2 separate regions of the Lactuca sativa genome follow, and region 1 is linked to region 2. The links are chromatin contacts, called in public Hi-C maps. All regions are on one chromosome and are shown on one strand. The core of a region is the stretch at or near the end of the contact, and the rest is flanking DNA. Distances in the headings are between cores, read along the strand shown. Region 1 holds the start of LOC111909261. Region 2 holds the start of LOC111911561 (glycosyltransferase BC10).

What was found. A called contact is a pair of places that touch in the nucleus more often than the background predicts.
Region 1: a Hi-C map of seed shows a contact between it and region 2, with 8 times the contacts expected there. The contact joins the promoter of LOC111909261 here to the promoter of LOC111911561 in region 2. A contact is called at or near these places in 2 of 4 Hi-C or Micro-C datasets (leaf and seed).

Annotation. Positions count from the first base shown.
Region 1 is chr2:93,415,172-93,418,686 of Lsat_Salinas_v11, reverse strand. LOC111909261 reads right to left here and starts at 1,667. Exons shown (of 3, transcript XM_023905053.3): 1 at 1,151-1,667; 2 at 836-875; 3 at 638-744. The coding sequence starts at 1,409. The coding sequence ends at 741. LOC111909263 (GTPase LSG1-1) reads right to left here. Exons shown (of 7, transcript XM_023905054.2): 7 at 2,328-3,515. The coding sequence ends at 2,568. LOC111909262 (a long non-coding RNA gene) reads right to left here and starts at 614. Exons shown (of 2, transcript XR_006188005.1): 1 at 424-614; 2 at 1-81.
Region 2 is chr2:93,194,349-93,197,627 of Lsat_Salinas_v11, reverse strand. LOC111911561 (glycosyltransferase BC10) reads right to left here and starts at 1,747. Exons shown (of 2, transcript XM_023907317.3): 1 at 399-1,747. The coding sequence starts at 1,547. The coding sequence ends at 417.

The sequences.
Region 1 (3,515 bases), core at 418-2,917, 220 kb before region 2:
AAAAGATAGATGTTCAACTTTAAAATAGATTTAACTGAAAATTTGCCCCATCTCAATCAATCAAAATTTGTAGCCTATTGCCTGCAGATCCAATATCTACAATAAGATTTATCCACAGAGAATACCCTTCCAAAAAGAAGAATAAAAATCATAGGCTATTACTATATATATATATATATATATATATATATATATATATATATATATATATATATATATATATATATACACACACACACCTATACAAATATATATACCTACATACAAACACACAAAAACAGATAAAAACACCTGCATACAAACATATGCACATTAGACTCCTACATGAACACACATGTATATACACCTATACTTATACACACACCTATATACATATAAACACACACACAGAGAGATACACATACCTACACACAAAATACATACCTCTATGTGGAATTTCTTTTCCTGCAATCGCCTCCAACCTTTTTCTAACCTTCTATTTTCAAGTTCACATGTTAAACATACATACAAATATGAAATCCAATCCTTCAATTCCTCAAATGATCTTTAAGTTTTATATGTATGTAGCAAAAATTGATGTGTATGCAACAAATCAAAAGAAGAAAATAAAAAAATAAAAAATAAAATAAAAAAAAAAAAAAAAAACGAAATCGTAATGTTTTGGGTCCTTGATGGTAAACCTAGAGAGAGAGAGAGAGAGAGAAGAGAGAGGTTTAGGGCATGGAATCATATCTTATCTTCTATCTGCAAAACATCAAAATCAAAATCAAAAGTGTGGTTTAGGGCTTGAAATCGAGATCAAAAGTGAATTTTAGGGCTTGAAACTGTTGCTTACCTTTGAAATTTAGGCCTTGACATCGTAAGCTGTCTCTTATCTGCAAAATATCAAGATCGAGAGTAAGTTTCAAGGATTGAAATCGAGATAGAGAATGAGGTTTGGAGCATGATATCGTCACACACGCACACATAGATATTTTTATTTTGTGCTGGTCTTCCCAATTTTATCCTACAAAAAAAAATTCTAATAATGAAAAGGTAACAAAAAATTCACTTTCTCGTGATCTTGAATGGAGCGAGATAATAGAAACAAAGAGAAGCCTTTTGGGTCTCTAATAGAAAAGTGTTTCCAAATATGAAGATAAGGGGGTACCTTGGTGAATCCGTATCAGGCGGTCGCTTATTAAAGGGTAACAATCTGGCAATCCAACTCGTCGTGAAAGATAAAGGACAAATGAGAGAGGAGGAGAATGCAGGAGTAGGCTCGTGTTGAAGAAGTGAGGTTGGAGAAGTGAAGCGGTGTTGCTAGTGATGCGGAGACGGTGGAAGTGACCGGTGAGTAAGAGAGAGGGACTTAGAGAAAATGTGAACGAAGTTGTATGAAGCAAGATGTATAGATCCACAGGAACCATAAGGATTTCGTGGAAATTTCAATTTGTTGAGTTGTTTAAGCGGGTTTTCATCTCCACCGGCCGCAAATTAAGGGATGATGATGATAACATGTTGTGATTGACGGATTCAAAATCTTATATTTGACTTTTCAACTGTTGACGGACTGCAATATATAAATTGATTGTATATGATGTATTAAGGGTTGTAGCTCTTAAAATTCATAAATGCTTATTAAAGTATTAAGATATATTATTAATTATACACAAAATTACTGTTTTAAGTCATGCCTTACAAACGACAAGGCTCGCTACAACTCGAAAAAAAACTTGAGGCTTGACTTTGCCGCCAAGTCACGTCTAACATTATTTAGAACCTTGATATTGTGTATTGTGTATGCGTACTAAGCATTCTTGCTTACTTGTGGTTTATTAATATTTTCCAGGGAAAGGACACAACTGGATTGCTATGAGCTTTCGCATGCACATTTAAAGATTCTTAAAGTTTCTCAATTAATTTCATTTATGACATTATAAATATGTAAATTGGGTTTTTGACTTCTGCAGTTTTGTTTATGAAATGTTTTTAGTAAACTCTAAGAGTTTTTTTAACGGAATAATATTTTAATTTGTACTTTAAACAAAAACTAGGATGTTACATTTTTTGGTTCTTGCGTAATGGTGTTTAGTGCTGGAATTGTCTGCTGCTTTTAGATTCTCGAACACTTTCGCCCTTCGCTTCTCATTTGGGGTTGGTATTTTTTCCATTGCTTTTGCCTTATGCTTGGAGGACGGTGGCTTCCTATGTTTTTTACCTTTTAGTAATACTATGTTGTGTGCGGTTTGCTGCTTGTTGTTTTAGTGGTAGTTTGGTTCCTTTTTGCTTTGGTTTTTTTATCATAACTCTTGCTAACTTTCCGTTGGAAAAAAATAACAAGAAACTAATCAAACTACAATCATTCTTCTACCATGTTTCGCAAATGAAAATACATATTTGCTTGCCTATTGTATTATAAACTAAAGAAGTATATATCTAATTGACCCAAATAAAAACATGCAAGATCCATGATAGAATAGTCGTCGATCTTTTTGTAAAAATCATAGATAGAGATAGAGACTAGGAAACACAAGAAACATTATCCAACTGAGGATATAAATAAAGGCTAGACTCAAGTTAGTTTATTAAGTAGTCACGACAGGTCCAGGTCCAGGTCCAGCGTTGACAGGTTTCTGATACACCCTGACAACCGGCGTCCCATCAGTCCCATCATCCTTAACTCTCCACCCTCTATCCTTCTTTCTCTGAGGCTTTTTATGATGCTGATGTTTATGAGAGGCAGAGGCAGAGGCAGAGGCGGCAGGAGGCAGCAGCTTCCTCCTTTCACCAGGTACTACCCCTTTACTCGATCCCAACAACCCATTAGTCATATCAAAGTTCTCAAGATCATCCATAACCTCTTCCAGCCTCCCTTCACCACCACCACTTTCCGATCTCTCATCCACCTTCTCTACATTCTCCTCCTCCTCCTCCTTCTCCCCTGGCGGCAGTTGATAATGGGGTAGTTTTCCGTCAATATAATCCTTCAAAATCTGGCGAGCAGCTTTCGTTTCATCGGGTAAACCACTGGAAGCGACATAGCCACGAGAGGCACAGTATGACCTCAAAAGCTCAGCGGCCAATGGTGGGCGGTTTTCGGGCTCGTAGGGCTTAGGTTTGGGGAGGGTAATATTATACACAGCCTGGATGACATGTCTGGGAACTCGATCAGCCACCACCTGTACCGCTTCCCGGTGCTCCGTCATCCGGTGAATGGGTAAAACTCCGGATGCAATCATCTCGTATCTCGAGCTTGTAAACGACGGGAACACTAACCCGGGGCAATCACATAACGTAAGTTTTTCAGTGATTATTAAGGTTTGAAAATGCTTGGTTTTCCCGGGGGTAGAAGTTACACCGGTCCGTTTTGCCCCTACCAAAGCGTTGATTGTTGAGCTTTTACCTACATTCGGGTAACCTACAAATCCCACTGTTACATGTTCCGTGGTCCCCGTCCTCATTTCCACTATTTCCTCTGCCTCTGACTGTAAACGGGACAATAACTCATCCCTCGAGTATAGTTTTGTATCTGT
Region 2 (3,279 bases), core at 498-2,997:
AACCTAATGTGAGTAAACCAAGAGGTTACGCTATCTTGAACAACTTCAAACAATTTAAGCAAGCAAAGCCTAGCAAACAGACACCTATATTAATTACTAGAGACCAAAAATTGGCCTTTCGTTTAGACTTTTACTTGATATTAATGTATTTTATTTTATTCATTGCCTAACCCCAGAAAGTGATGATGCTAAACAAAGACAAGAGACAAATGAGTCACACTAAAGAACATAAGCATACCGCAATCACACCTAAAAGTGTCACTTTCTATCAGCACATATAGCGAATCTACCATGTTTGATCAACAACTCCCATGAAATAATCTACCAGTGCATTCCCAGTTATAGCTGTTTAACCACATCTAAGTATAGAAGATCAAATAGAAATGTGAGGGGATTACCAGAAAACTCAAAAGAATTCAGTCCCGGAAAATGACTTCCGTGGCCATGTTCATCAATGGCTGCAAGCAATCCGGTGAGAACTTTCTTGCAAACATGTAAGAGTTTGTGAAATTAGACTGTCGCAGCTTGTAGACGAGCTCAGGCGACACCTCCGGCGGATAATATGTATGTGGGTGTCCATTAACACTATCAGTCCAATTCACACGAGTCAGTGTATATCCGGTACACCCTTCTGGATCCTCCATGGACAACAATGTTGGAAAATAATGCTCTTCAGGGTAACACGATTGCGGCCTCAGACAATTCAGCTTGAACTTCTTCCATAGCCGCCGATCACTGACCACCAGCAGTGCGTGCCTACGCGTCAGCGTAAAGAACTGTGAACCCATTCGAAATTTATTAAATGGAACTTCGGGAACCATCACGCCTTTCCCTCTGGCATTGTACCTGTCCAAAATATTGGGATCTTTGGAAATTATCTCGATGAAGCTTTTGTACTTCAAATGTCGCAATTCGGCTATTTGATGCGATTTAACTTCGAAAAGGGTATCGTAAAAGAAGTTGAAAGAGTGAAGGGGTACGCAATGCTGGGAGATAAGCGTGAAAAACGCGTTAGAAGGATCGTCGAGTAGTGCGGTGGCAAGGAGACGACGAGCGGCGGAGACGAGAGTGGCGGTTCCACGATGAGTTTTCTTAGCAGTAATGAATCGATCTTCAGAAAAAATCCCACCAGGGCTTTTGATTTTGGTCTTCACAGTTGGGTCGGCGTGAACATACAAAGAGTAGAGATGACGATTTGATTTGTTGCCATTAAAGAACTGTTCCCATAAAGGGGCGAAGTGAAGGTCGGAGTTTGTGAGGAAGAGGAAGGCGATTTTGGGTTTAGAATTGGTGGATCCGAGATGGGATTTAGGTCTAGATGGGTTGTTTGCGTTTGATTCAACGGCAGCGGCCCTCCGGAAAAGGGAAAGATCTTCAAGTTCCTCGGGGAAGGAGATGGGTGGTGTTGGCGGGGGAGGGAGGATGTGTGGGGCTAAGTAAAAGAGACCAGGAAGACATAGTAGGAGTAGAATGATTGTCGGGATTAATGGCGACGGTGCTGCTGCTACTGCGGAATTGGACGAAGATGAAGAGGAGGTTATCATCATTGTCGAGTGAAATTTGAAGTTGAAGCAGTATTGATTTGGTTCTTAATTCAAGATTATGGATTGGGTGTGAATTTCTGCATAGTGCTCAACCGATGGTGAGGGGTTTGGGGCCTGGGGGTGATGATGAAATGAGATGAGATTGGTTGGACAACACCATCAAAACATAAATGTGATGTGATCTCTGTATATTCTATACTGAAAAAACAAACAAGCATCTTTATAACAATTTTAAAATCTACTTGTATACATTCAACATACTAAATTACAAATTTTGTAGTTGCACCATTTATCTGATGGTTTTACTCTTTTTTTTTTTTTTTTAAATGAATTGTTTATGTGAAGCTTCAAAATTTTGTCCAAATATATAAGGAAATTCATTTTAATCAATTTATATCGTTATTATTGAAGTTGTTATAAAATTCGATCATTTATATACACACGAGATGGTAAGAGTTTCATTTAATTATATACAAATTGACCAAAAAAAAAAAGTTAAAACTTACCTAAGTATATTAGTTAACATAAATAAGTTGTAAATTTGATTAATCCTTTATATTATTATCTAATAAACCAGTAAAAAAAATTTCGTTTTGCAGGGGTCGGAAGACATGGATCTATACATTATCTTAAATATGTTGTAAATTTGATGAATCTTTTATATTATTATCTAATAAACCAGTAAAAATTTCTCTGTTTTGGAAGGCATGGATTTATACATTATCTAAAATATGTTGTTTTGCAAAGGTTGGAAGGCATGGATCTATACATTGTCTCAAATATGTTATTGTTGCATTTATGTACTATTTTGGTCATGGAGTGTTTGCAAATGGATATTAAAACAAATATTTTATTTATTTATGTATTGATGTGGAGGTCATTACATTACTAATCTCAAACAATTTTTGTCAAAATAACAACACCTTTTAACTGAACCTTTAGTTTCAAATAATATTCACTAAAATAACATTCTTTAACTACATTTAACTATTGAAGCTTTAGTCTCAAAATAATAATCACAACATTTTATTCTGATAACAACCCAAAACTCACTTATATATATTCTCAAGATTCCACCTACATTTTATTGTGATAACAACCCAAAACTCACTTACATATATTCCCAATATTCCATCTTATCTGAGTTATTCAATAACAACCAAAGTCTTTTAAAAAAAACTAATTGTGTAAAGATGACTAACAAATAAATGGATATAAATAAAGTAACTTTCATTATTAAATCGGTCAACATTAACTAAAAAAAGCTAACATTATAGCAAAGAATTAGGAACTATCATAAGAGAGTCTTCTCCATTAAGAAATAAGATAGTTTTGAGTCTCATCGTTATAACTTCACCTTCTGGTACAATAGATCCAAATTCATCATGCAACTAAAATACTTGAAATAAAAGACCCTTATGTTACCTTTTTATGACAAAGAATTTACCCGATATAATATTGAAATATGAAATTTACCCTTCTCAATCATTTAAAATACAATATATATATATATATATATATATATATATATATATATATATATATATATATATATATACCCAAATCCATTTTTTTAAAATATTTTTACTACTTTATAATCTTTTTTTGTAAACTGAAATCAACTAAATTGAAAAAAATAAAGAAAAGGACGAAAATGCCCTACCTTCAAAATCAGAGGAACATGGTTGATGTAATGCTCTTCTTTCCTGAACGATTACTCTCAGCACAATCGTTA